Linked DNA regions of Mus musculus: all the other regions are linked to region 3. Evidence: chromatin contacts called from public HiCAR-type, HiChIP or PLAC-seq and promoter capture Hi-C data. All regions are on one chromosome and are shown on one strand. The core of a region is the stretch at or near the end of the contact, and the rest is flanking DNA. Distances in the headings are between cores, read along the strand shown.

The links. HiCAR-type assays count read pairs that join an accessible place to other places. HiChIP or PLAC-seq counts read pairs in DNA pulled down with a chosen protein or histone mark. Capture Hi-C pulls out chosen DNA fragments and counts their contacts.
Region 1: a contact with region 3 is called in an H3K27ac HiChIP or PLAC-seq map of large pre-B cells, with 10 times the contacts expected there. The contact joins the promoter of Wdr93 here to the promoter of Rps17 in region 3. A contact is called at or near these places in 1 of 39 promoter capture datasets (liver) and 1 of 115 datasets of contacts at active chromatin or transcription factors (large pre-B cells).
Region 2: a contact with region 3 is called in a HiCAR-type map of astrocytes, with 3 times the contacts expected there. The contact joins the promoter of Saxo2 here to the promoter of Rps17 in region 3. A contact is called at or near these places in 1 of 39 promoter capture datasets (pre-B cells), 1 of 484 Hi-C or Micro-C datasets (CD4 T cells) and 2 of 115 datasets of contacts at active chromatin or transcription factors (astrocytes and cardiomyocytes).
Region 4: a promoter capture Hi-C map of liver shows a contact between it and region 3, with 3 times the contacts expected there. The contact joins the promoter of Idh2 here to the promoter of Rps17 in region 3. A contact is called at or near these places in 1 of 39 promoter capture datasets (liver) and 1 of 9 other capture datasets (liver).
Region 5: a contact with region 3 is called in a promoter capture Hi-C map of liver, with 2.3 times the contacts expected there. The contact joins the promoter of Ngrn here to the promoter of Rps17 in region 3. A contact is called at or near these places in 3 of 39 promoter capture datasets (liver and neutrophils) and 1 of 9 other capture datasets (liver).
Region 6: a contact with region 3 is called in a promoter capture Hi-C map of liver, with 2.9 times the contacts expected there. The contact joins the promoter of Polg here to the promoter of Rps17 in region 3. A contact is called at or near these places in 1 of 39 promoter capture datasets (pre-B cells) and 1 of 9 other capture datasets (liver).

Annotation. Positions count from the first base shown.
Region 1 is chr7:79,740,791-79,745,399 of GRCm38.p6, reverse strand. It overlaps Wdr93 (WD repeat domain 93), which reads right to left and starts at 2,251. Exons shown (of 18, transcript NM_001381990.1): 1 at 2,163-2,251. Pex11a (peroxisomal biogenesis factor 11 alpha) reads left to right here and starts at 2,269. Exons shown (of 3, transcript NM_011068.2): 1 at 2,269-2,490. The coding sequence starts at 2,435.
Region 2 is chr7:82,645,556-82,650,214 of GRCm38.p6, reverse strand. It overlaps Saxo2 (stabilizer of axonemal microtubules 2), which reads left to right and starts at 1,687. Exons shown (of 3, transcript NM_177894.4): 1 at 1,687-1,823. The coding sequence starts at 1,786. It overlaps Efl1 (elongation factor like GTPase 1), which reads right to left and starts at 1,601. Exons shown (of 20, transcript NM_175317.3): 1 at 1,537-1,601; 2 at 584-689. The coding sequence starts at 674.
Region 3 is chr7:81,343,094-81,347,461 of GRCm38.p6, reverse strand. It overlaps Rps17 (ribosomal protein S17), which reads left to right and starts at 2,228. Exons shown (of 5, transcript NM_009092.3): 1 at 2,228-2,260; 2 at 2,454-2,605; 3 at 3,046-3,151; 4 at 3,662-3,727. The coding sequence starts at 2,258. Cpeb1 (cytoplasmic polyadenylation element binding protein 1) reads left to right here. Exons shown (of 12, transcript NM_007755.5): 12 at 1-436.
Region 4 is chr7:80,113,351-80,118,437 of GRCm38.p6, reverse strand. It overlaps Idh2 (isocitrate dehydrogenase 2 (NADP+), mitochondrial), which reads left to right and starts at 3,088. Exons shown (of 11, transcript NM_173011.2): 1 at 3,088-3,276. The coding sequence starts at 3,162.
Region 5 is chr7:80,258,494-80,263,183 of GRCm38.p6, reverse strand. It overlaps Ngrn (neugrin, neurite outgrowth associated), which reads right to left and starts at 1,969. Exons shown (of 3, transcript NM_031375.4): 1 at 1,761-1,969; 2 at 1,253-1,363. The coding sequence starts at 1,924. Ttll13 (tubulin tyrosine ligase-like family, member 13) reads right to left here. Exons shown (of 15, transcript NM_177765.3): 13 at 4,362-4,541; 14 at 3,491-3,809; 15 at 2,363-2,855. The coding sequence ends at 2,659.
Region 6 is chr7:79,463,796-79,468,287 of GRCm38.p6, reverse strand. Polg (polymerase (DNA directed), gamma) reads left to right here and starts at 2,015. Exons shown (of 23, transcript NM_017462.3): 1 at 2,015-2,218; 2 at 2,917-3,684. The coding sequence starts at 3,077. n-TRtcg5 (a tRNA gene) reads right to left here and starts at 1,869; the gene lies at 1,797-1,869.

The sequences.
Region 1 (4,609 bases), core at 1,002-3,501, 1.6 Mb after region 3:
CCAAGTACTGATATGTACAACATGAATGAAGCTCAAGTACATTATGGTAGGTGAAAGAAATCAGAAAAAAAAAAGAAACCCACACGATATGATTACATTTTTATGATATTGTTCAGAATGCAGGAATGCACTGAAAACAAGTGACGTAAATCTTGCACTTCAGGAGAAAGAAAAGCACCCATGTTTGTCTCTGTCATCGGACAGATCAACTGTGCTCATTCATTCATTGTGGTTCCTCCTGCACAGCGAGCCAAGCAGCGCGATTTGTACTTAGCCAGTATTCAACAAATGCGTACTGCTACACAACCATGCCATCAGAAGTAGCTCTGGTCAAACCCAGTATGTCACAAAGCAGCCCTCCACCCCAAATGATATAGAAGTAGGAGTGGAGAGGTGGTAGGAGGAGAGGGGGTGCAGGGTGGAAAAACGAGGCTGAGCCACTGGGCTCTTAAAGAGGATGCCCCATTCTCTCCGTAGCTCTTTCTTTTGGAAAGGAGAATTACACGGTCATGGAGCCAAGAGGATATCCTTACCTAAAACCTTACTTCCCTCTTCTAGTCAAGTCTACGGAAACCACTGCCCAGATGATACCAGGATCTGCACAAGCCTTCCCTAGTTCCTCCTAGAGGGGAACCAGATGCTAACATGAGCACAGATAGACCTAACTGTTGCCTACAGCATAGCTGTCTGCAGAGATATTCGACAGATTTTGAGTGTGGCTTGCAGTATCCACACATTCCCCCCTTTCATCAATGTAGGGGGAGCAAGAAATCAGAAGAGAAGTGGGGAAGGTCTGGGAGTCATTTTTCTCTGTACTACTACATAGTCCAGCTGTGTTTGTGGGTGTTTCAAGGAGCCTTAGAATTCTAAAAGTCAGCCTGGCTTTCTGTTACTGTGAGAATGTGTGTCAATCAAGGAACTAGAACATATTTCACAGTTTGTTACTTGTTATACAATTTTCAAATAGTTAAACATAGAGTCTATAGGTCTGGTGTGTACTTTACTTCGGGCCTGCAAGTGTTAGGGGCAGGCCCGAAGCAGGGAATAGAGAAAAGTAGGCGACCCGATTTCACAGACACACCGAGCAAGCTTATAAATTTCCTTTCAAGGAGCAGCTTGCAGAGCTTCCACCAGAGACTCTGGGTTTTCTCACATGCTGTCCGCACGCTGCTCCCACCCTTTCACCAAGCTGCTGCTTGGGAACCTCCATTGTAAAAAGCACGGCTTTCTCTTTTCCTCCTCTTCTTCATCTCTCTATTCTTGGAAGCTACTGAGATTCACAGTTTGCCCTGTTGTCTTTTTTTTTTTCTTTCAAGCTGGCAGTAAAATCGCCCTCCAGTTTCAATCTGCAACTATTTCTTTTTTTTTTTTTTTTTTTTTTTTTTTTTTTTTACTAGCCCACAATAGGGAGCCTTGCTGTCCGCAGTAACAAGTTAGAGCATTAGGAAAGCCTGCCAGCTGAGGGAGGACCATGTATTGTGCATTATTGTACAGTTAATGTGGCCCAGGTCCCTGCAGGGATCAGTGAGCGTAGCTCAGCTGGCTAGAGAGGCGTCACTGAGGGGTCCTGGCCCACAAGCTTTCAGAGAAGCCTAGGAACTCACATGTTACCCCATCCTTAGAAAAGCACCTCTGGGGCATCCCCTAAGAAGGTTGGGTGACGAGACTGAGGCTGTGTTTCAGCAGGATATTCCCACCCAAGCCATCAGAGTCATTGCTGGAATAATATCATAAAGGGGTAGGGTAAACAGAAAGACAGGGGAGAGGTAATGAGGCGAGGAAGGAGGGAGAAGCGGTGAAAAGAAGAAAATTACTAAGTGGGGCTCCATCTTCAAACGCCACAGAACCAACGATCAGCGGTGCAATGTCACTGATCTCCCTTGCCTGTGCTTTGCTGGTGTGGAGCTTGTAGGATTTCCTCAGGAATCATTTGGTTTTTCAATAATCCTAATAGAAAATTCTCCCACTTTACTCCCACTCTTCTGCTAGAAACACACCCCAGGAACTGACTTAGCTCTGTTGCCTGCATCATAAGGCCTGACACTGGGAAAGGATGCGGCCTGCAGCCTGAGAAGACCATTTAGCATTCCTGATGGGGTTCATGGGTACCTGGGGACACCTGGACGCCTGAGGCAGGGGAATGACCCACTCAGTGCCTCTACCTGGAAACCAAGACGGGAGAAGGCCACGACCTTGTGAAACTCAGCTCTACTCACAAGTCTTGTGGCTTGGCGTCGCCTTAGTAACTACCACTTCCGGTACTAACCGGAACTCCAAAAGCCGCGTTTCCGAAGGTGTGCCCACCCCCGTGTGGGCGGAGAGACGAAGTCCCACCCACCTGGCAACTAATCTGTTCCCGCTGTCCCCCGGGACCGGCGACGTCCCAGGGGACCCACGAGGGAGCGGGCGCAACGCGTGGCTGTGGGTGGGAGCCATGGACGCCTTCATCCGAGTCGCCAACCAAAGCCAGGGCCGGGACCGACTTTTCAGGTGAGTCAGGTGCTGTCGGCCTCCGCCCCCGTCCCTTCAGGACCCAGGGTTTCTTCTCGGAGAAAGAGGTCACAGCCCGGTAAATCGAGGCACGAGGCCGCGGCCAGCTCCCACTGAGGAGTTGCGAGCCGAGCCCCTCCTCCCTGTGAACCCGGAGGGACTGTGCGTGTCAGCCACCTCGGTGTCTCGGGAGGTGACAGCGGCCCATGAGTGCGATCTCCTAACTTTCCCCAGGAGAGGGAAAGTTCCCAGCCGCTCGACATCTTTCCTAGAGATTTCTTTTCCAGAGAAACTTGGAGCTTCTTTTGTAGCTAAGGAAACAGAACACCTGTAGTTTGGAGCGCTCGTGAAGTCGTAACTCACGGAAAGACAGATTTATCTTCTTTATCTTCATTTTGGTCCAGTCTGCGCCTTGGAGATATCAAGCTGTTAAAAAGCTGCTTTGTAAACTGTAAACTGTACAGCGGACAAAGTGTTTGAACAATACCTCCCAAGTACATAGTGTACTTTCGAAATCACCAATGCGTGTTTAAAACTAATCCTACTTCATTTTTTTTTAAAAGAGAAATTTGAATGCCCCTCGGTGATCATTTAAAAGAAAAGGAAAAGGGGTATGTGTGAAACATAGGAGTTTAATTTAACAACACTTCTTTTCCAGATGTTTAAGTGGTCAACCTCTAAAATTAACTAAGCATACAAGTAAGAAAAGTCCTAATGGTGAGACTTGACTGTACAGAGCCTCCATTGCAGCCCTGAGATACTTTAATATTCTAATTTCACATATAGGGAAACTGAACCAGGAGGCTAGGAAAAACTAATGTGGCCGAGCCAAAAGATGCAGGTCCACATAGTTGACTCCAGCACCAGCCCACCTCTTCACTTAGGCCATGCTGCCTTTCTGTTTAACTTGATAGAGTCTCAGAATGGCTGAGGATTAGCCATGGTTCATTAGAGGTCAACACATATATCATTTCAGTGGTCCCAGAATGTACCCTACACTGTCTTTAATTTAGGATATATGTATTCAGCAAAATTTTATTTCCCAATCTTTCTAAGGAACTATATAACCATGAACAAACAAACCAACTAGCATTCCTAAAATAATGCCCTGTTTTCAGCCACTATTGAACCAAACCTGAGAGAGGAAGCTGTATAACATAAGCAGTGTGAGCCTCTGGTCAGAGAGTGAATTCTATCTCCTGCTCTCACTCTGGCCCTCCTTTTTACTTTATTTAAAACAAACAAACAAGCCGGGCGTGGTGGCGCACGTCTTTAATCCCAGCACCCGGGAGGCAGAGGTAGGCAGATTTCTGAGTTCGAGGCCAGCCTGGTCTACAAAGTGAGTTCCAGGACAGCCAGGGCTATACAGAGAAACCCTGTCTCGAAAAACCCACCAACCAACCAAACAAACAAACAAACAAATAAAAACCAACTCATCATTGTAAAAAATGTACCACTTTGGGGAGAATTTTATTTATTTTGAGAAAGTCTTACTATGTGGCCCAGACTGCTCCCATAATTCTCTTCTCTCCATCTTCTGGGTGCTGGAGTTGTAAACAGGAGCCACCAGCTCTGTGCCGCAGTTTTACTGAGAATAATATTTAAATTGTGCAGGGATGCCAATGCAGTTTGCAGTTCTAAGAGAGTAGGGGCCAGCGCCTACTGATCTTTGTTTGTTTGAACAGGGTCTCACTATATAGCCCTGGCTGACCCAGAATTCTCTATGTAGACCAGGCTGGCCCTGACCTCAACAGAGATCTGCCTTCCTCTGCCTCCTGAGTGCTGGGAACTAAGGTGAGAGCCACCACACCCGACCTGGCACCTGCTTTTGTTAAGTTGGCTGCAGATGCATTTGGATGTCTGTGACTCTAGTTGACTTATTATATTCATCACCATGTCATTGTCATCATAGCTGGCGTGATATTAACCAATCGCTGAAAGCATTACTATGCTGGAGTGTATTTGGTCCTTAAGTTTTAAAAACTAAATGTTGAGCCTGGACTCTTCACTTGGTTTTTGAGTTTGCTTCCTGTCGCATGTAGTTAGTCAGTTTAAACTAAGTGGCAGATTTTTGTTCCTTTAGATTTTGTCATCATAGCTGGCGTGATATTAACCAATC
Region 2 (4,659 bases), core at 438-2,937, 1.3 Mb before region 3:
AACCCCACCTTAGACACACGCGCTTCCTTCTGCCTGTCTCCACACCTCCATTTGTACTGCTTGCCCCCCCCTATCACCCACAGCCCCTCAAGGGGCACGTCTAACAATTCTTTTTAACCACTTTGCTACCCAATCCTCCAGGTCTCAAAACTCTCACCCACCCCACCCCCAGCCCATCTCACCACGAAGCCCCGATTCCTCCCTAAAGCTTCTCTGGCTGGACAGGTTGGCCTCATAAATGTCTAGGGCCTGACAAATCTAAAAAAGCACTGCCAACTTAGCAAATGCTCAGTATAGGATGAATTAAATAGAATTTATAGAAGATATATTCTACCAAGACCACAGACATTTTACCATCTCAAGAAACTTTTCCATATTTTAACAAAAATCCAAATTCAAAAGCATTGTATGACATACTGGGCAGACCACCAATCACCCGTTAATCCATTTATTTCAAACGTTCTACAGCATGCTTCTCTGACATGGCACAACACACAACTCCTTAGCAAGCATCACTCTCACCGCTCCAATGAAACAGAGACATTTCCTCTTTGTTAATAAAACCCAATTCTAAAAGCCTTACCGTGGTCAACATGAGCCAGAACACAGATATTCCTAATGTTGGCAGTGTTCTTCTGAAGTCGAATCATCTTATCAACACCACTGAGCACCATGGTTATTTCCTGGGACTAAACATTAAATGCAAATTAAAAATGGTACAAAATCTAGTGGGGGTGGGGGTGGGGGTGGTGTGCACAACAGCGAAAACCAAATGGACAAACTGAGAGGGAGATGCTGATGCTGACAAGTCGCCTCAGATTCCTTAACTGAGAACCCAATGAATGTTTAGCCACATCTATTTCCTTCTGGCCCTGAGGGGATATAGTCCTTTAGGCCCATGTTCCATGGTAAAGTCCACACATCCTGCTGACAGTACTTGTGGGGTGAGCTGGGAGTTTCCGGATCTGCCATGCGATGAATCACGCAGTTGGGAGCCAGGTGCAGAGGCGCCCGGCTAAGTCACACTCACACTCACATACATACATACATACATACATACACACACACACACACACACACACACACACACACACACCAGAGACAGACAGTCAGTCTCTCTCTCTCTCTCTCTCTCTCTCTCACACACACACACACACACACACACACACACACACCCTTCCCTACTTCAGTCCCTCCAAAAGTCTGCCTTTCTGTCAAGCTTGCTGGCTTTTATCAGACATGAGAACTTCGGCCCTGTGACTGCACTGAGTGTCCTTAAAAGTTTTTGGATCACGTGCCTAGGAACACACCAGGTGCACGACACACCTTCTACCCCTCTCTCCAATTAAAAGAAGCAAATCGAGGTCTGCATGCCCTTCCTCCTCTTGGGTTCCTGGAGTCGCTGCCGCTGAGAGTACCGGGTCCCTATAAAGTGCAGCCGCTCGGGACACTCCTCGCCCAGCCCAATCGACATGACCCCCCCGGGTCTCCGTCACCGTCTGGTCGCCGGCGTCCCTAGCAAGTCCCCCCACTCACCAGCTCCACGCCGCACCTCACCCACGCACCTAAGACTCCAGGGGTAGCTCAGACCGGAAGTCGCAGGAGCCTGGGGGCGGGGCCTGTGGGCCTGTGACCTCTGACCCGCGCGCATCTAGAACATCACCGGAAGCCACGTCGTTTCCCTTCAACTTGGAGTTCCGCGGTCGCCTTGACGACGGCGGACGCTGTAGCTGCTCTGAAGTGTGCCAGCCTAAGCCTGCGGAGGGGGACGCTGGAGCGCAGAGCATGAGGAACTGGTGTCTGTGCCAGATTTGCACCTGCGGGTAAGAAACGTCCGCCCGGTGTGGCGTCCGCAGAGCCGCGAGCCCCGCCGCGCACACCCCCTAAGGACTCCCTTGCCTGAACCGGAGGAGACCCCTACTCCACCCCCACCCCCCACCCCCCACCCCCGACCTTATGCTCTGCTAAATGCTGCCCATTTCCTCTGCTTGGCTAGCTCCTGGGCAAAACTTATTTTCTTTGCATTCCCTGAGGCTTCCCATCCAGAGATTTAAGCTAAAATACAGTTCAGATCAGCTAAGTAGTATGAGCAAATATGGCTGGTAAGTGATGGAGTCACCCACCGATTCTATTGGTTAACTTAAAAGAACAGTATCCATGGTATTTCGTTTGCCACCCAGAACCTTCCATCCTCTAAACTCTATTTTTATTCCTGCCAAGGCAACATTTTCCTGAGGCCTTTCTGACAGACAAAAATGGCAATAGTCCTCACCGTAAACCTCAGGTTTGGTTTGTAAGTCCTGCCTAACAACTTTACATCACCAGTAAACACATTCTTCTCTATCCTCAAGCTTACTGTTTACCCAGGGGTTAGATCACCTTTGATAAGTGAATAAGAGTAACTGAGTAACGCCAAGCCCTTTGTACTTGTAATCCCCTTCTAAGGGCAACCAGCTACAACACATATTGATTGAGAGCAGTTTCTCAGCCCCTTTTGTAATAAACATTGTTTGTATGTTTGAACAGATGCAAACATAACTTTTAAGGCTTGAATCTGCAAAATCTTGTATGTAAGAAAAAAAATGTATTTGAATCTGAATTTATCTACAAACTAAGTTATTTTCCCATCCACCCATCAGGAAATTCATTATATTAGGGACTTTACATTCTTCAAGAATAATATCACCATCCACAGAGCTGGGGGGACTGCCAATGTAAGAGGAATCCCCTTTAGGCTTTGAAGCATGGCTAATAACTTCTGCCGAAATGTCCCTTGCAAACACTTAGTTGCAGCGAGAGCACTGCCTTAGCTGCTTTCAGTTTTATAACTGAGGTACAAGAATCTTTGACAAAATGGGTAGTTACTATGACATACATAGTTCCACTCAGCCAATGGTTTTTAAACTTTGGCTACCTTCATGAGTCATTGTCTCAAAACGGGGCAAAGATTCTTCACCATCATCCCTCCCCATACCACCTCTCATCTTTTGCCTCCTTTCCTGTTGGAAGGAAAGATGGAAGATCTGTCCATATTCATTTGTTGTTGAAGACTATCTGTTAGGTACATTTGCACCACTGTGGTAGCACTGTGGTAAAAACAGCGAAGGAGAGGAGGTCTGTTTGGGCATACAGTTTGAGAGGGTGCAGTCCCTGGCAGTCAAACATGGTGGGGTTCTTGTTCATGTAACACGAAGCAAGACTTTTTACATGCTGGCAGACCAGGAGGTAGAAAGCCTGTGGAATCAAGACCCAGGCTCTCATCTTCCAAGGGCTGCTGTTTACAACTTATTTCCAGGTAGAGGCCAGCTTCCAAAAGCCTTCCAGAGTGTTTCCATCAGCTGGAAAGCAAAGGTTCAAAATATGTGAACATCTCAGATTCAAACCATGATGCCATCTTTTCTCTCTTAGGGAACTAAAATTTAATTCCTTTGATTTTCCATTAGGGACGTCTGATCTCATCATTTCTGTGAGCTGGTTGGTTTGTTTGTTTGTTGTTTGTTTGTTTGTTTCAAAAAGACAGAGAAGTTTAACAAGTGTAAACAGCTATAACTGGCAGCAAAAGTATAAAGCGGAAGGGAAATTGCACACGTTAGACTAGGAGGATTTTGCTTTCTTTTATAATTTCTCTGCACTGTTATGTTTTATACTTGTCCACAATCTTAGGTAAGTTATATTGTGAATGCATTGCTTTTGTGGACAATAAAAACACTGACAAATTCTAAAGTTTTGACTTGTGTTTTGTTAATCACCGCAGCTCTATCAGAACTTTTATATGTACGTGACCTATGCACTCTGCTCCTGGATTTTCCAAGTATCTTGGACCCTGCATAGGACAAAATCACTTCAGCACTTTCCAGCACCTCCTTTGCAGCAGACATTGCTGAGTCTCATGAGTCTTCTGACTTTAGAGTTTCCTAGACATGGAGGACTAGAGGAGCTGTCTAACCAGGATGCTTCACAACAACTCCCAGCTCCACTCTCTCTTGGCCTCTACTGTATTCTGTGTCCCACAAAAAATAAATAATAAAAATGGACTCTGCTCTGCCTTCTTCCTTTTGTACCTATCCTATGATTCAAAGTAACATGTTGCTATCTGTTGTAGGTGAAACCTAAGCAGAAAACCTGTTTGCCATGCATCTGGGAAGCTCACTTTCTAGCTTTCCTGCTTCAGTAGCATAAGAAGTAGCTAAACTCTTATGAGCCAACTCAGTTTGCTATGCAAGGCTTCACTATGATTTATCGTTTTTATAAACACCAGTGCAGAGGGGGAAAGCTGCGCTACGGTTCAGAAGGTGTGTTAAAGTCACTGGGGACCTGTTAAACATGCAATGACCACACAAGATGTTTTAAAGGGAAATAATGTTTCAGCTTATTTGTTTGTACAGACGGCATCGCTGTCCACATGGAACCACAAGGGTTTATGAATATTCTGACGTATCTTGCCCCACGACGGAGTATTTGGAAAAATATCCAAAATATGGCGGTGTTCTTCCACCTCAGAGCCTTAAGCCAAAGCAAGGATTTCAAGCATACCGTGGTAAAATGGAAGGAATAACCACATTTAAGTAAATATTGAGAAACTGTTTCCTTATTTTTTGTCCAACTCCTCTGGTATTAATAAGGTTTTCTTACTATTTAAATTTAACTAGTTATTTGACT
Region 3 (4,368 bases), core at 979-3,478:
TAACTGAGCTTAAAAATTAAAAAAAAAAAAAAAAGGGCTGCTTTTTGGTGGGGGCAGGTGAAGGCTCACAGGAGCCCTTTCTCTTAGAGGGGCAAATACCCTTCCTTACAACTTTTATTTGACGAATGTATGAATCAACAGTTACAGTTGACAAAGACGCTACTGGAATTGAAAACTTGACTTTTCTTTTTAATTTAACGATTACTTGCCTCTCTTAGGGAAGCTGTGTGCCAAAGAGCCAGTGTCATAACCCCTCCCTCCTGCTGAGCTGATGTTGCATTGTTGCATATCCCAGCTACTCTGTGGGTTTTGTGAAGCTGTGTGTGAAGTCTCTACCTCATTGTTGTATATGCAGGCAAGACTGCACTCTCCTACAGATGTGTGGAGTAAGCTGTGGTGTAATTTTTTTGGCACATAATAAACACGTTGCAGCAGAGTTGTAGTTTTGTCTCTGTATCTGGGTGTGTGTGTGGTGGGGTGTGGTAGCAAGCAGGGAAGATTCCAGAGACCAGTCCTCTTTTCATGGATTTTCACTAATGGGATACCAGCCCAGAGGGATGGGAGGTACATGCGGAGACCTGCTCCTATATGGGACTTGTTACATCCTGGTCAGCCACTCTGGAGTGTCTAGTACCTGGGTGATTACAATCAGAATAGGAGGCCTGCCTGTACATTTTACTTCTTGGCCCCTCAAGGCCTCCTCCACATGGAGCCCTAGGAATGCTAGAGGCACAACTCCCAAGATGTCAGGAGCCATTTGCTGGCTGCTTTCCTGTGAGCCCTGACGTGTTCCTCCTTCCTCTTGGACACACTTGTGCTGATGTAATTCCTTTCTGAGTGGTTACTATTTTGCTTTTTTGATTCAGGGTCTTTCTTTGTGGCCTTGTCCTGGAACTCCTTATGTAAGCCAGCCTGGCCTCAAGCTCAGGAATTCTGCCTACCATTCATCCCACGTGCTGGGATTAAGGTATGCACCAGGACACGCTGCAGTGCTTTGTTTCTTCACAGCCCTTACACTAGCTTTTCTAACAGGCTCCATGGCTTCATGACAGGTCTGATGATTTTTCAAGTGGAGACGGCAGCATGCTGAACTGGTCCTTTGGGAAACTCTAGTCTGAGGGAGAGGGACTCCTAGGTACTTAAATCCTTGTAAGGTGCAAAAACTCACTACTCCTCAGAATCCAAGAGTTCTCTTCCTGCAAGACTGTAAGGTCTAGTCTTGCATCTGGAGCCTGGCCTCCACTTCATTGGGAATTCACTGGTAATGTACGATGCAACCCCCAGGGATTACAGACCCTTTGGTCTCTTCAGTATTCTTCCGGGTCCATGGTCAAGGACATCTTTTTTCCTCCCGCCATGAGCTACTTTTAGAGTAAGGACTTTCAGCTCTTCACCTAACCAGAGTGACGTAGATGAGTTGAAGGATGAAGCACAGCCTTGGCCCCTTGATACATGCCCTGTGGCCAGCACGGTCTCCTTAGGTTTGAGCGCAGGACCCTGTCCCAGGAAAGAGCTGGAGGAAAGGCCCTCTCTGGACAGATGAAGCCACTGGGTCGTAGCGTAAGAGCCTGCTTTGGGCTTGGTTATGGCAGAACAACCGGAAGAAGCTGAAGGTTGGAGATAGTGTCCCTACTAATCGGGAACAGTCTAGTTAACTGAGATCCTAATTTGTTGGTAAAAGTGTTTGAGACCTCTCTGTGAGCCAGCCACTGATTTAAGCACTCGAGGTTAGCCCTTCCTGTTTAGCTCAAACCTAGCTGAGAAAAGTAATTGTGCTCAGACATTTAAGAGCAGCTCGAATGGAATACTGTGCTGGGATGAGAAGAAAAGCCACTCTAGGTGATGTTTGCTGTGACACCAGGAAATGAGAGGAACCTCACCAATTAGGCTAGACCCTACTAATCTCTGACTAGAGGCGCGGGTAGGGTGGAAATCGGGGATGACCCTGTTTACTACTATGCCTTTCATAGCTCGGGCCTCCTTTAGGCTCCATCTCAGGACCTCAAAGTAACTCCTAGATTAAAACACACCGGACGCCCAAGAGAAGCACGGAACTATTTGGAGTGGAAACCAAGACGGCCGAGCTGCCGGCGTGCGCACGCGCAGACTTTCGCCCCGCCCACAGCCAGGCAGCCTCACTCCACTCCGCTAGGGGCCGCTGTGGGACTCTCGCGAGCCAGGCGGAAGCGGCTTTCTGGCCGCGCTTTATAGGCCTCTCTTGTGTTTCCTGTTTCCTCTTTTACCGAGACCCGCCAACATGGTAGGTGTTTGGCTCCCAGGGCTCTGTCCTTTTCAATCCTCGCCCATCCTCCGCTCGTCGCGGCCTCAAGTCCGCAGCGAGGGGCCGGCGCCGTCACCGGCGGCCTGGCGCGCTTCCGCATGAAGTCGTGCGCGCCGCGGCCCCTCCGCGGGAGGCGCGGGCTCCCCGGTGACTTTGCCCTCTCCACCCTCAGGGCCGCGTTCGCACCAAGACCGTGAAGAAGGCTGCCCGGGTCATCATCGAGAAGTACTACACGCGTCTGGGTAATGACTTCCACACCAACAAGCGCGTGTGCGAGGAGATCGCCATTATCCCCAGCAAGAAGCTTCGGAACAAGATAGCCGGGTGAGTGGGGGCCGCGGCCGCCGGAGAGCCTGCCCGGGCCGGTGCCTCCGCTCCCCCCAGACGGCCCGCCGAAGGGCTGGAGGTGTGCCTTGGCCACAGTGGGGTTTTGCCGACGTGGTCTTAGTTCGGGCTCCTTACGGTAGCTGAAGGCAGAGCTCCGGCCTCAAAACCTTACTGCTGTGGTCTCTGCTTCCCGCATTTTACCACTATGGCCGTGTTGTGCAAAAAAATAGCAGTGTTGTGTCCGTACGACGGATAAGACCAGTCGGGGTACATGACATTCGGAGGAGGGCTGGTGACGGCGAGTGAGGATGTAAGGAGTGGACATCTGAACAGTGCTGTGTGTGTGTCTGTGTGTCTTTCCGATGGTGAGACCGACCTTGATGTAGAGACAAAGTCGGTTCTGGTGGGAGGTGGTCACTGTTTCGCATTGCTTGTAGCTATGTCACGCATCTGATGAAGCGGATTCAGAGAGGGCCTGTGAGAGGCATCTCTATCAAGTTGCAGGAAGAAGAGAGAGAGAGGAGAGATAACTACGTTCCTGAGGTAAGATTTGTGGGTCTTCCTCTGCACCTCTTCCTGGGGGCTCACCTGAGGTGGGAACGCAGCTGGATGTCAGTGAAGTCTTAATCTATTTCCTCAAAATGATGAGAGATCCACCCACCTCGGCCTTCTGAGTGCTGGGATTAAAGGCGTGGGCCAACACACCCAGCCGAGGGTGCCTGTAATCAGCCGACCTTGAGCTTCTCTGCGAGGTCTAAATTCATTTTCACATGGGAGCCCAGTGAGAGTGCCTCCCGACGTGGTTAGCTTGACATCCAAGTGTGAACCCTGCTTTCTGAATGCACACTAGATGGTTCTGACACAAGAATAAAGTGGGCTGTGGTGGTGCACAGCTTTAGTTTCAGCATTTGGGAGGCAGATGTCTGAGCTCGAAGCCAGCCTGGTCCACATGGTGCTTTCCAGGACAGCTAAGGTTATGTGTTGCGTTGGGAGCAGAGGAGGTGAAAGATAACCCACGCATTCATAATTTGAACTTGATTCTTTCCCTCTCAGGTCTCAGCCCTAGATCAGGAGATCATTGAGGTGGATCCCGACACCAAGGAGATGCTGAAGCTCCTGGTGAGTGTTGCCTGAATCCTTGAATACATCTGGTTTCTAAATGGCTGGAGCTGCTTGTTCTGTGATGATTCGGGGGTGTGTTTTCCTTGTTTGGGGCTGGCTCCTAAATTGTGGCCTGCCCCGCCCCCTTCAGCTCTGGCTGTTACCTGCTTTCCTCCCTGGTTATTTCTACAGTAGTCGGGCTAGTCACAGTTGAGCCATCTTACGGGTGGCTTATCTCAGCGGACTGAGACTTGGCTCTTTTGCATAAGTATGAGAAGGTGGGATAGGCGCCTGAGACCAGCATGCTGTTAGTGATTGTGAGCAGATACTCTCCCCATGTGCCCGCATGGCTCAGTGAAACAGCAGCTGACGCTTGCTGGGAGCACTGCTGGTCTTTCTCAGCACAGCCTTCTGAAACCATTTGGCTCCAGAGCATGGTGGGCTCCCGGTACTGAGTGTTCTTGGGGACAGGCCTGACCCTCCGCTCCTTGTGCTTTGTACATTAGGTTTCCTCTCAGGTGTTGACTGAGGCTGGGGAATGTTCTTGGGGCTCTAGCCCTGAGCCCCTCTGACCGTGCCGTGTGCTGCTTTTGTAGCTTTACCTATGCTAAGAACCTGCTTATGGGCTTTTAGGCTTTAGTTGGGGAGTAGTGACAAGA
Region 4 (5,087 bases), core at 1,839-4,338, 1.2 Mb after region 3:
TAGAGGCCAGCCTAGGCTACAGAGTGAGCTACAGAGAGAAACCCTGTCTTGAAAAACAAACAAAAATAAAATATGGGGCCAAGGAAATGACTCAACAGGTAGCGGGCTGGCCATGCAAATGTGGGGACCTGTGCTGACTCTGTAGAACCTACCTAAGGCCAGTGCACATCTGTAACTACAGGGTGTCTGTGATGAGATGGGAGGCAGAGGCAGGAGAATGCCTGTCAGCAGAGGCAAACAATAAAGACACCCTGCCTCAGACAAGGTAGCAGGGGGACAACATGCAAGGCTGCCTTCTGATCGCTTCACTCATGATGTAGCATGCATTCTCCACCGCTCACACACAGGTATGAGTACACACATGCATGAATGCACACACATACACATATGCCCAGCATTCCAATTCATTAACCTCAAATTGCAGATTCCAACCCAATTTTCTTTAAACATCATGTGGTTGTTTGAATATATTTGGCTAAGGGAGTGGCACTGTTTGCAGGTATGGCCTTGTTGGAGTAGGTATGGCTTTGTTGAAGGAAGTGTGTCACTGCGAGTGTGGGCTCTGAGAGCTTCCTTCTAGCTGCCTGAGGATGTCAGTCTTCTCCTAGTGGCCTTCAGATAAACATGTAGAACTCTCAGCACCTCCAGCTCCGTGCCTGCCTGGACATTTCCATGTTTCCACCTTGATGATAATGGATTGAACCTCTGAACCTGTAAGCCAGTCCCAATTAAATATCCTAATAAGAGTTGCCTTGGTCATGACGTCTGATCACAGCAGTAAAAATCTAACTAAGACAATCATCATCATCACGGAAAAACTTTCAGGGTCTAAAATGTCTGTGTGGGGCTGGAGAGATGGCTTGGAGGTTAAGAGCTAACTCTTCCAGAGGACCTGGGTTCAATTCCCAGACCAATATGGCAGCTCACAACTGTCTGTAACTCCAGATCTGCATTGTCTTCTGGCTTTGAGACTACCAATCATATATGCATGTGGTACACAGACACACATGCAGGCAAAACAACTATACACATAAATTAATAATTTTTAGAAATTACCATGGCCAGGAGTGCCCAACAAGAAAAACAGAGTCCCTAGTTTCTCTCTTCTCCCCTTAAGCAAATATTGGGGTGTCAGCCAGATAATTTGGTTTGAACTACATCCTGGCCATATGACTTGAAATGGTGTCCTTTCCACTCTGAGCTCTGCTAAACCCAGCTGCCTCACAGATCACTAGGAGTGATCTAGTCACTCCTAGGAGCAGGCAACAAGCTGGGCAGTTTAAAAAGTGACCTTGCCAGCTGCACAGTGGTGGCCCTTGCCTTTAATCTCAGCACTGGGGAGGCAGAATTAGATAGATCTCTGAGTTTGAGGCCAGCCTGATCTATATACCAAGTTCCAGGATAACCAGGATTCTACAGAGAAGAAACCCTGTCTCAGAGCGACAAGAAGCAGAAGAGGAAGAAAAGGAAGAAGAAAGTGACCTTGTCTCAACTGGTTCTAACTGATGCTGCACTTAGAAGGTTTGCCTGGGATGGTTCTAGAAACATGAAGACTTCTGCCTTGGTCCGCCCGCAGACACTGAGGCTGGGTAGTGACTTGGCAGAACTCTGAGACGGAGTCTGCTATGTAGAAGCCCCTTGTGCTTCAGCAGCAATCACAGAGGCAGTGCAGGTAGCTGACCTTCATCCATACTCTAACTGGTCTAGAAAGATGCATAGGAAGTCTGTTCTCCGACCTTGCACGTGTGGATCCTGGAGTCCAGGGGTCTGGTATTTCCAGGATGGCATGAAAGCCCAAGTCAACAACCTCTGTGGTCTTTACCGGTGTTTACACAAGAGAACTGGGAATCTCGTAGAAGGGCTCTCAGACTGTTCTGGAACATGCTGCCCCAGGCCAGACTTTCCTATTCCTTTCCTCAGTCCCTGGAGGGACCCAGATGTCTCTCCTTTGCATATACTCTCTGTACTGGATCCCAGAACCAAATCTGTGACTCGGATGGATTGAGACTCCAGGAGGGAAGCTTTGATGTTGGCAGTTCAAGGCCACTTTCCTGGCATAGCTCCACCTGACAACACTGTGAAGCTGGGTTGGGAAGCTGGGAGCACAGGGCAGAAAGGTTGCTCTCATCTGGAGTGAGTTGGTGTGACTGGGAGAGCTGGGGTGGATTTGTGATATTTGATACACAAAACCCAGACTTCAGTGACCCCTACTTCAAGAAAATGAACAGTGATGGATTTAGCTTGTATGTTTCTGTTTGTTTCCCCACGCAAACAGGTAAACTAGGAGCTGTTGGGCTGGGTTGTGGATGGACCTTTGCCTAGGATATAGGAGACATGGGCTTTCCTTCAGGGCTACATAACTACTAGCATAGAATATAATTAACTTGGGCAGTGGTTGTACTATTGAAGGATGAACATACCTCAAACCTTTACACACAAATGTCACAGAAGTCTCCTGGCAGGCACTCTTATGTCCAGAAGAGACAGAGTCGGCCATGATGAAGGACTTTGGGGCTAGGAGTTTGGCCTAGTCAGGAGCAGAAGGAGGATTTCCAGCCGCCCCCCCCCCCGCCCCGCCCCGCAGCGTCTCATATAGCCCAGGCTGGTCTAGAACTTGGTATGTAGCCTAACTTCTCATCCTCTTGCCTCCACCGTACTTGGCATTTCAACTCTCGATCCTGGTTAGTCCACCCAACTGGACGCTACCTGGGGGAGACCCAAGTTGCCATGGTCTAGGTTCAAGACGGCAAAGCTTGTCATTGTCTTGATGAAAGCGCCTCAGGTCCGTCGGTCAGCTAAACGCAAAGGACGCAGGGGACTAAGGCGACGTGTCTGCAGCTGACATTCTAACGGAAGCGGGGAGTCTTGCAGCCGTGAGCCCCCGCGGCCCGATGGGTCTCCCCGGTACCTGATGCTTTGAGGATATATGGAGGCTCCCAGAAAGCGCGGGCTCAGCACTGGGGCCGCCTGAGCTCTGGAACAGGCCCAAGGGTGTCGAGCAGGCTCCTGCCCTGGCGTGGACCCGCCTTCTCCCGGGTGAGACCCAATGGGGCGGCAGGTTCTGCAGCTCCGCCCCGGTTGGGTCCCAGCCACCAGGGCCAGCCTAGAGTCCCCACCGCACAGCCCGGTGCAGCGGCGTGCTCGGACCTCGCGTGCTCGGGATGGCCGGCTACCTGCGGGCTGTGAGCTCGCTCTGCAGAGCCTCGGGCTCAGCGCGGACCTGGGCACCGGCAGCACTGACTGTCCCCAGCTGGCCGGAGCAGCCGCGGCGCCACTGTGAGTGTCGCACCGGGGGGCGGGCTCGCGTGCAGCGCTGCGACGTGGCGACGTCCCGGGAGGGGGACCCTGGAGTGCCACTCGCGACACGCCGGCGGTCGGGGAACAGCGGCGTGCGGGTTACAAAGGGCCGGGAGGTGGCCTTACACCGAGCTCCCGCGCCCCGCGCGCCTGGGCCGCTGCAGGCGCAGGGGTGGGGACCCAGGGGATAGTGGCAGCTGGTGGCCTGGGGCGGGATTGCTGGGTCCTATCAGGGCTGGGGTTCTCCAGGTATTCCGGGGGAGCATTTCCAGAGGTACCTGGACCCAGGGTGGGGTATCATGACTGCCTTGGGCCTTTGGAGGGGACAAGCGACCAAGAGGGGCTGGAGCGGCCTGCTGCAGCCCTAGGCAGAGGAGGGTCACCTCGCGCTCCCGGCTCAGACAAAGGCGAGGAGGAGAGGCCTCCACTTCCCCTTCTCTCCAATCCCTGCGTACTCTGGTCCCTCCTCTCCAACAGGCCCACGTCAGCTATTTTTGGAACCTTTACTCGACAGCTGGAGGAATGTCCTTCCATTTTTCCCGCTTTTGTTTCTCTGCCACTCCCCCACCCTTCGCTGCGCAGGACGCTCAGTCTGGGCCCTCTCCTGGCCCCTTGCTGGGCCAACCACGAGCTGCTGCATGTGAGTGGGTCCTGCCTGGCATACAAGCTGTGGAGACCTGGCACTGCACGCATATTGTCATTTTTCTGCAGTCAGTCGTTCCCATGAGATCTCTGCGTTGCCTTCAGCTTACTTCTTAGACGTGAAGGCGCAACTCCGGACAAAATAATCAGGGTTTTAGAGTCTCCATTACTAACAGATTGCCCAACCTGGCATGTGGGCATCTTTCATACCCTTGCTACTCAGCGCCTTGCTACAAAAGGCACGGAACAATGTAGAGCACTTGGTGGCCTCTTTTGATGCCTGTTGCCACGGAAATTCTATCCTGACCTGGCTCAAAACCCCTTGGGGTTAGCCAGAGGAATGAGGAAGAGGGGGTGGGTTTGGCTATGGGGTTTGTTCTGGCTAGAGTGGTAATCGTTAACTCACCGTGGGAGCAGCTGACCGAAGCTGGGGGCCAGGAGGAGGGAGAGGGCGGGGCCCTTGACACTCCCCTTTGCCAAGGAGAAAGGGACATACATGTTTTTGTGTTCTTGGGATCTGCCTCTAACCTCTGAAGCCCCATCAAGTGCCTCAGGCCTTCAAGACCCACATATGGCAGCTTTGCAGCAAAATATGGTAGAAGTTAAAGGCACTCAGTGGTTTTCCTCTTTTTCATCTTTTCTCTCTTTTGAGGAGTCTGGTAAAATGGTAATACCAAAACTAACTAACTAACTAACTAACTAACTAACTAACTAACTAACAAAACTACCTTAAGAAACTGCACTAACAAGAAAATAAGGCTACTTTGGGATCCTGAATTTGGATACTCATTTTGTTTATTTATTTTGGTTTTTTGAGGCCAGGGTCTCCATTTTGTCCTGGCTGTCCTGGAACTCGCTGTGCAGACCAGACTGGTCCAAGCTCCGAGATCCACTTGTTTCTGCCTCCCAAGTGCTCGGATTAAAGGCATGAGCCACACACCCCCACCCCTAATCTGGATACACATTTTAAAAAGCAGCCAGTGGAAGGTCCTTTCTGAAGGTCTCCAAGTGGGGAGGTGATTAAAACCAAACCAACCAACCAACCAACAACATCCAATGTCTTTGCTGTCCCTTGGTTCCCACTTGCAACTTCCAGCAGCCGCTTGCTGGCCCCTCTAGGACCTTGGGAAGAGATTCGGCCTCTCCAG
Region 5 (4,690 bases), core at 720-3,219, 1.1 Mb after region 3:
ATCGCCCCCAAGCTCCTAAAAGCGGAGGAAAGAAAAAAAACCTTAATACTTAAAAGAAAATTCTTTTTAAAAAAAATATTTAAGCCGGGTGATTAAAGGCACACGCCTTTAATCCCAGCACAGAGAAACCTTGTCTCAAAAAAAAAAAAAAAAAGAAAAAAAACCAAGGGGGCTGGTGAGATGGCTCAGTGGGTAAGAGCACCCAACTGCTCTTCTGAAGGTCCGAAGTTCAAATCCCAGCAACCACATGGTGGCTCACAACCATCTGTAATGAGATCTGATGCCCTCTTCTGGTGCATCTGAAGACAGCTACAGTGTACTTACATATAATAAATAAATAAGAAATCTTAAAAAAACAAAAAACAAATTTTTATTTATTTTATGAGTGCACTGTATCTGTCTTCAGACATACCAGAAGAGGGCATCAGATCCCATTACAGATGGTTGTAAGTCATCATGTGGTTGCTGGGAATTGAACTCAGGACTTTTTTTTTTTTTTTGAGACAGGGTTTCTCTGTGTAGCCCTGGCTGTCCTGGAACTCACTCTGTAGACCAGGCTGGCCTCGAACTCAGAAATCTGCCTGCCTCTGCCTCCCAAGTGCTGGGACTAAAGGCATGCGCCACCATGTCCAGCTAACTCAGGACCTTTTGAATAGCAGTCAGTGCTCTTAGCCACTGAGCCACTGAGCCATCTTTCCAGCCCCCTTAAAGAAAATTCGTTTCAGACGCCTTTCAAGTAAGAGTAGTGACTCATACACAGTGTAATCCCTGAACTTGGGAGGCAGAGTCAGAATTGCCCCAAGAATTCCAGGCTAACCTGGTCTACAGAGCGGTCTTGTCAATAAATAAACAAATACATAAATAAAATAAAAATCCAGGAGCGTTGGTACATACTTTTAATCTCAATTACAAAACTCAGATGGCAGAGGCAGGAAGACAAGAGTTCAAAGCTATCCTTGTCTACAGTGTCCTGGAGGTCAGCTGGCTACATGAGGTTGCCTCAAAAGAAGAGCTTTCCAAACTTCAATCAACTGTCCATAATGTACCTACCAAGCTAGGTATGTCCTTAGGAGGTGATGACCTCAGTGGACCATAAGCAAGTCCCTGTGCTGATCCCAGCATCGCAAAACAAACAAAATTCTGGACAGGTTTAGGAAGTTCCTTATTATGACGCTTTCTATTTTAAAGGCAATAATACTAAATACTTAAAATCCCCCAAAAGGTAAATCCCATTTTGTAAGCAACGTCTCACCGGATCTGCTCCATGGCTTCCCACGTCAGTGTTCTGGGTGGTGCACCTGGAGCCTCCATTTGCCTTCGTATTTTCTGGAATCGCATTGCTTTTTTCTGACGTTTCAAAGCGCTGGGGGAAAGAACCAATGGCAAAAGCCGAGCTTGGAAGCAAGACTAGTGTTTCAAAAAGCATCCAACTAAATCTTGGAGAGCTCAGCCCTCTCGTCTGACCGCATGTCTGCCAGGTTAAAGCACTCTGGGTGCACTGCCCCCAGAAACCTAACACCTACAGCACCTGAACGTAAGCATGCCGAACTCTCTAACGGGTGATGAAACACGTCACTAAGCAACGGGACCTAGGGTGTCAAGGGAGCTGATCACTTGCCCCTGTGCCCTAGACAACGGATGAGAAGAAACTAGAGCCTGTGCAGACGCGGCTGCCGGACGCCCGGAGCTGGGGGGGGGCGCATGGAACGCCGGGGCGCGAAGCCTAACTCCAGGCTGAGGGCTCGCCACGAAGCAGGTACCTCTCCACCTCCTGGAGCTCCCGCTCCTCCGGCTCCCAGTCGGAATCGGGGTCCGGCTCGCAGCTGACAGAACCCGGGCCCGCCATGACCTGGGACGCGAACCCACAGCGAGCGAGAGAGGTGCGGACACGACCGCCCAAAAAGAGGCTCAGAGAGAGCGCCATTGCGACGCGAGGTGGTATCTACAGCTCGCGACCGGAAAGCACCGGAAGTGGGAGGGCGAACCCGGAAGCAGAAAGGAATAACCGGAAGTTAGACGGTATCCTACGCTTTTCGTTTCCTGGGTGGGCGGGGGCTGTCCTTGTATTGTCCAGTTACCCACCCTTTCCTGCTGATTTTGGTTTTGTGGTGCTGGGGAGCCAAGCTAGGGCCTTGTACATGCTAGGCAAGCTACTGCCACTGAGCTATCTCCCTAGCCATTAAAAAGGAAAAAATGTTTGAAACGGTCTAAATTGTCCTAGCCTTAAATTCATCATCTTGTCTCAACTTCCTAAGTAATTGGAACTACAGGCCTTAGTCACCAGGCTGGGCTGGGCGTCCCTGCTGTAACTATGAGAAGAGCTTGCCTCAGACGGGAGGATCGAAAGGAGGTACAGCACGCGCCTGGAAAACGACATAAACTTTAATAAAAAGACGGGTTCAGTTGCCCAGAGCCGCCCCTCTGGCACAGGCTGCCCAGGCCTGCCTGATTCTGCCACTGTGGCAGGAAGGGCGTACCCTCAGCAATCTTCTGATGGCGACTACACCGTAGTCGCTTTTGACTCCTCCGGGAAAGGAATTCCTTGTTGCCCAGTGACCTCCAGCCCCAAGCCATACCCAGGGTTCAGACCCATCGCTTAGGGATAAACTCAGCCTAAGGCTTGGTGAGCAGCGATGCATACAAGCTGGCCTTAGCTCTTCATCTTTTAGTCTTTACCGATCCCCAAAGAATCTTAGAATGTTGAAGAACTCTTGGTGTCTCCGTGTTTTTTGCCTTTTGCAAACAAAGGTCCTGGCCAGAGCTTTTCAATCTGGAACTTGTTGGCAGTCTTTCAATTAGCAAAGATTGAAGACCATTTGCTGTTTTGGTTGAGTGCTGGGCTTTCCTTCTTTTACCTGTGTTGGATGATGTTGAGGAGTGGGCTGGAATGCTGCAGTACTGGTGCAGAGGCAGGGCATAGGGGAAGATCCCCAGCCTTGCTTCCTCTGTGTTCAGAGTTTACCATGGAGGGCAAGGTGCAGCATTCAGTCCATGAGCCATTTTCCTGTCTTTTGGGCTGCAGAAGATAGCCCTGCCTTGGGGTTAGAGTGGGTGGCACTGATCCTGACAGGGCTCTGTTTATGGCTTCTAGCCTTCTGCTGGCTTGGCCTTCTGCAGTAGAGACATGGACCCCCACTAAGTTGTAGTACCCACAAAAGAGATGTTCTCACCTCTTTCCCATCTGTGCTCCAGTAACACACAAGACTGGCATCCCATGCTTCCCTCTAGCATCTCTACCACACTGGATCTTAATTAGCCTGTTTACATGTCCATTTCCCTGTTAACCTTGGTTGAGGGCTGGAATTGGTCTGTCATCTCTATCACCAGGGTCACTAGATAGAAGCAAGTAAATAAACGGGTCCACTGCCTTCCCCCCATGCCTATACTACCAGGAATGCCACTTTGTATCCTAGGAGCAGCCCAGCTGTAACATTTGCTACTAGGAATTTACACCAGTCAAAAGTGACCAAGGCTATTTTTGAATACTTACGGCTAGTGAGCCTGACTCTAGAGCTGGAAATATAGTGCCTCCCAGATTTCTTCATTGACAATGAACAGGGGCCCGTGGCTGCTGAATCTCCTATCCAGTTGAAGTTCTTGGGCTGAAGATGGTACCGGGAATGCTGTGCAATTGCGGGATTGATGCTTGATAGCGGCCCTAAGATCCTGGGGATCAACTCGTGGGGCCGAAGTGGTTGCAGGAAATGAGGAGGGATCTGCTCTGAGGCAGCCCCTCTCAGAAGCACCAATGGGACCAAATTCACAGGTTGCAGTTCTTGACTGCTCAGCCCGTCCTGGTGAAATCTAGGCTAGAGGAGAAGAGCAGCCCCTTACCATATTTCTTGGGAGTCTGGATAGAGTGTTGGAAATAAAACAATCTCTCCTAGGCCATAACCATTGTTTAACTAGTTATTCTTTTGGGGTTCATCAAAAACAGAGGGCCCAACAGGTTTGCTACTAGCCCAGGGAATAGTGAAAACGGCAGCTGTTTTGTTGGCCCAAGACTGTTTACTTAGCTCCCATTAGAGCCAGGGCATTGCCAATACTAGGGTAAGTACATAGAAGCCACTGAGCATGGTGGTGGCCTTGTTATTTGTCAGTCATGAGTTGTGGGATACTGTGAAATAGGAATAGAGACAACAAGTCCCTTGCAACTGAGAAAGTTGGGAGCTGCACTTGGCTGGATTGCAATACCAAACCCAAGGGAGCCTGGGAACAGACATCATGGAACCAGCAGAGCCTCTCCCAGGCTCCCGTGACAGGTACCATCACAAGAACCTCCTTTGGTGAAACCACCACCACGTGTTGGCATCACAGCCCTTGTTCCCTTGCTTTGTGAGAGGCTTCGCAGGGACCCTCACCCGATACTCATGAAGCTTTCTGTGGCTCCGGTGGCTAGGGTACAGCATGCGGGTGAGCTGCTCTACAATGCCCAGGCTGCGGATGAGGTTCTCTCTCTGTAGCAGGAGCTTCATCCGCTCGAGCTCCTCCTCTTCCACGATGTCCTGAGGCTGCGTAGTGTCCAGTTGTACTGGCAGCAGCTACAAGGGACAGGAGAGATACAGGATGTCCAAGACGAGCCTCATACCACCAGCAAGAATGGCTGCAGGACCCCTGGCCCATTCTATTTCCTTCCCTCTCCGGGCCGCACTGTAAGATTCCCTTAGCTGTCCATTCTCTCACCTTCTGT
Region 6 (4,492 bases), core at 766-3,265, 1.9 Mb after region 3:
TATTTGAGGCATGCTGGAGGTGGGGTGGGGGAAGATCAGTTAATAGGGTATTTGTTTCTTTGTGGGTCAGATGTCAATTTAACACAGGCATGTGTATGTGGAGACCAGAGGTCAGCCTTGGATGTTTGTTTCTCAGGACTTGTTTATCTTGCCTTCTGAAACCAGGCCTCTCATGGGGACCCAGATTTTGCTGATTAGATCGGGTGATCTGTGAGTCTCTGGGTGTGGCAGCCCCCCCCCCCCCCGCGTACCCCCCCCCTCACGTATTCCCTCCCTTCACGGCTTCAGGTAGGTGCTCGCTCTTGCAAGCCATGCTCTTCCCCCCACTGAGCTATTCCCACAGCCCAGGGGAGGGCTCCAACACAGCGTTCTGGGGTTGAAGATGTGCATCACTGCTTCCTGATGATGCGGGGTTTGTTAGTCCATTAAATCGCAGTTTCTAGGCTCTTCCTCGCAGCTACCGCTCTTTGAAACTCCAATGGCTGCAATCAAAGTTTTGAAAAATTTACAGCGAGTATAACACCGTTGAGAACAAGGCACGGGTATGGCTAGCGCCACGTGGCAGCTTGCCTAGGCTCACAGATGAAGAGAACACTGAATTTCAGTAGGAGACTATGAAATAAAAATGAAATTGTTTTTCCTGCTCGGAGGCTTCCTGAGTTAAGAGCCTCTCCTTTTTCACCTTATAGCAAAATAAACTGAGCAAAGTTATGTAAAAGCAAGAAGAATCACAAAATAAGGAATCTCTTATCTAGTTGACTCTGGTTTGTGTGTGTATATATATAAAACTGATAACCAACCAATCAAACAAACAAAAATCACTTTATGTCTATTAAGTACATCTAGAAAAATGTATAAGAATGTCTCAGCTGGAGAGCTAGATTGTGGATATTTGTAGTTCAAGCACTGAGGCGGGAGGGCAGCCAGGGCTACCGCGTAAGTTCTAAGTTACAATGTGAGACCTCATCGTTAAAAACAAACAAACAAGCAAACAGGCCGACAGACAGACAGACAAAAGAGGGGGAAGAAACTAAGAAAAGGAGAAAGGAGAAGGGTTCTGTATGAGTCCCTGCCGCTGCTAGTGACAGGAAAAGCGGATAGAGGAGCGACTCCTGAAAAAAGTCAAAGACCCTCTCTCCTGTACACAGTTCTCAGCGTCCGGGTGGTCTCGCTGGTTGGAAGTGGGGGCTGCCGTTCAGCGCGGTCCGAATTTTTTCCCTAATCAGCTGCTTGTGCCCCCTAGTCTGCCTGAAGCAATCCTGATCTTTTCTTTCCTCGTACGGGACTCTCGACTTGAATCCCTGGGTCCCAGTTATTCACCCAGGCCATATTCGCCTGACCCTTTGCAGCTGACCCTCTACGGAGAGCTGGGAGCAGAAACAACCGGAGCAACGGGAGGTGGACCCAGAGATTGACAGATCTCTGAAGCGGGACGTGCTTCAGCTGTGCCCGGTGGGCGCGACCAATCGGACTCAACAGCATCAACCCCCAGCATCATTGTCCGGGATAGGAGGGAGGAGACTCCATCGAGGCTTAGCCTTTGCGGTCCATAGGTGACAAATCTAGACTTCGGACGGCACGTGCTCCGTTTGCTCCACTCTCCATCCGGGACAAGGCTCTCGACCGCTGTCACCGTTTAAGCAATGTGTCACCCTGACAGTTGTTTGCTCAGATCCTTGAGTTCCAAGAATTAAGTTTAGACTAGAAGTTGGTCATAACCACTACGGTCAATTTCGCTTTATTTCCAAAGGGAATCTTGGGATTAACAAACTGACAGATAAAAACAACATACAAGTCGACCGCGGCAGGACTCGAACCTGCAATCTTCTGATCCGAAGTCAGACGCCTTATCCATTAGGCCACGCGGCCGCCAGCGAGAAGGTGCCTTTACTTAGCTTAAAGCGTGTAGCCGCCTTCAGGCTCGCGTCAGACTGGTCTATCTTTTCCGTGGGGAGGGAAGTAGCGGAGGACCTCACCCGGAAGTCCCTCTGCACCCCCGCGGGCGGGCGGCTCCATTGGCGGCGCTCTTATTGGACGCTCGGGGGAGTCTCCCGCCTGCCTCTGGGTAGCCGCGGGACCCAGTTCGCGCAGACGGGAAGTTGCGGCTGCTCCCGAGACCGCACGCCACCCTGAGGCTGCGTGGGCCGCGCGCCGCGGACGCCGCGTCGTCGCCGGGGCTGTGGGCTGCCGCAGAACGGGAAGCGCGAAGCGGACCGAGGTTTCCGGCGGGCTCGGCAGGGGGAGGGCCGGGCGCGGCTGCTCCCTCTCCACTCGGGAAGCCGGGCCGGGAGCAGGGCGGCGGCTGCGGCGGGGACCCTGTGTCCCGGCGTGCGGGGGTGGCCGCCGACGCCCCGACCAGGGCGCCCTAGGCCCGCCCGGGTGTGGGTGCGGACCCCGAGGCTGTGGCTCGTTCGGCGGGTTTCGAAGTTGGGGCGCTAGGCCCTCGGGCCGCCGGCGGGGTGGGACTGGCAACTGCTGTCTGCCGAGCGCCTACTGGGGTTAGGGCCACTCGACGAGCGCGCCCTCTGCCACTCTTACAGCAGTGGCCCGTGGCTCTAGAGTTCTTAACCCCATTTTACAGAGGAGGAGGTCGGGGCCTAAGGAGCTGGGCCAAGGTCACGCAGTTGGAGAGCCAGAACCCTGGTCTGTCTGCGTCTCCCCATTTCAGCATCTCCAGCGGCTTCTCCCAAGTTAACTGCCGAGCCGGTGTGGCCCTGTCCTCGGGAGGGGGCAGTGCCATTTCTTAAGGTTGTTGGAGGCGTAACAGAAAAATGTCCCTACTCCGCTCTGGCCTTTTGGCTAAGATCAAGTGGAGAAAATGCTTGTTTGGCACGCAGCAGATGTTTGTTGCGGGATAAGCGGTTTGTTCAAGTCCGTGACACTTGTAATAACACTTTTATCGTCTGTCTCCTTTAGGACTTGTGTGAGGAAGGCAGGCATGGTGAGACCTATTTCACTGACAGGAGCACAGAGAGGGGACGCGTCTCTCTCTGAGTCTTTCGGCCACTAAAAGCAGTCAAGCTGGAGCCCAAAGCCCGGTGCCCCGACTCACAGCGGGGGGCTCCCTGCACCAACCATGAGCCGCCTGCTCTGGAAGAAGGTGGCTGGCGCCAAGGTCGCCTCAGGGCCAGTACCAGCAACCGCGCGCTGGGTCTCCAGCTCCGTCCTCGACCCCGTCCCCAGCGACGGGCGGCCGCCGTCGCAAATGCCCTCCTCCGAGAATGGGCAGCTGCGGCTCAACCCTCTGCTCATCCAGATGTTGTCGAGAGGCCTGCACGAGCAGATCTTCGGGTGCGGCGGGGAAATGCCCGACGAGGCCGCGGTGCAGCGCAGCGTAGAGCACCTGCAGAAGCACGGGCTCTGGGGGCAGCCGGCCACGCCCTTGCCAGACGTGGAGCTGCGCCTGCCCCGGCTCTTCGGGGGCAACCTGGACCAGCACTTCCGCCTCCTGGCCCAGAAGCAGAGCCTGCCTTACTTGGAGGCGGCCGCCTCGTTATTGGAGGCCCAATTGCCCCCCGAGCCCAAGAGCTGGGCCTGGGCGGAGGGCTGGACCCGGTACGGCCCCGAGGGGGAGGCCGAACCCGTGGCCATCCCCGAGGAGCGGGCCCTGGTGTTCGACGTGGAGGTCTGCTTGGCAGAGGGAACCTGCCCCACTTTGGCGGTGGCCATATCCCCCTCGGCCTGGTAAGTCGGGGGTTAGCAACAGGGGACTACCGTTTGTAGGGGGCCCAGCTTAATGGTTTGGTTCGGAGAACATTTTCTGAGTTCCCTCTGTGTGCAGGTTACTCAACCTGCTTAATCCTGCTTCTGTGAGGCTCGCTATGGTGGGAAGGTGCATAGGCTCCAGGCAACACCCAAGCGCATATCAGGGCCCATTCGGAGGATACCGTGTTGTGTTTGAGACAGACTGAGAGACCATTTAAGATGACCACGAGTTTGTGCCTCAATCCTGACCCCCAAGAAGCTTCCGTGAGAAGTTAGTCTGAAAAGCCATTTGTCCCGTGTTTGGTTTTGGGAGTGCCGACGGTTAGTTTGCACAGGAAGGTGTTCCTGAGGTGGGATTGCTCTAGGCGGTTTACAGTGCTCACATCCCCAGTGTCTTCCGTAAATGCCAGATCTTTCCGAATGCCCGTGAAGGTAGCCTAGTCTTGCCCACCCCCCAGCCAAGAATTAGTACTTCCTCCTAAGTAGAGATTTTGGTCTCAAAGAAGTATATCCAGTCTCTTCCTTTTCTTTTTAAATAACTTTCTAAGTGCTACCCAGGTTTCTTTTTCAAGCAATGATGGCAGTACTGTTTCTCCCCCTTTTTATTCTTCTTCGTTCCAGGATTAAAATACTATTTACAGCCTTAATGCTTTCAGGCATGGCCAGCAAAAAAAAAAAAAAAAAAAAAAAAAAAAGTTGGCAGTTTCTTTATTCCTATTGGAAGCTCCATCTTTGTAAAGAAAGCTGCGAAATGTTATATATGCAGTTGAAAATGGTGAAAGCATGG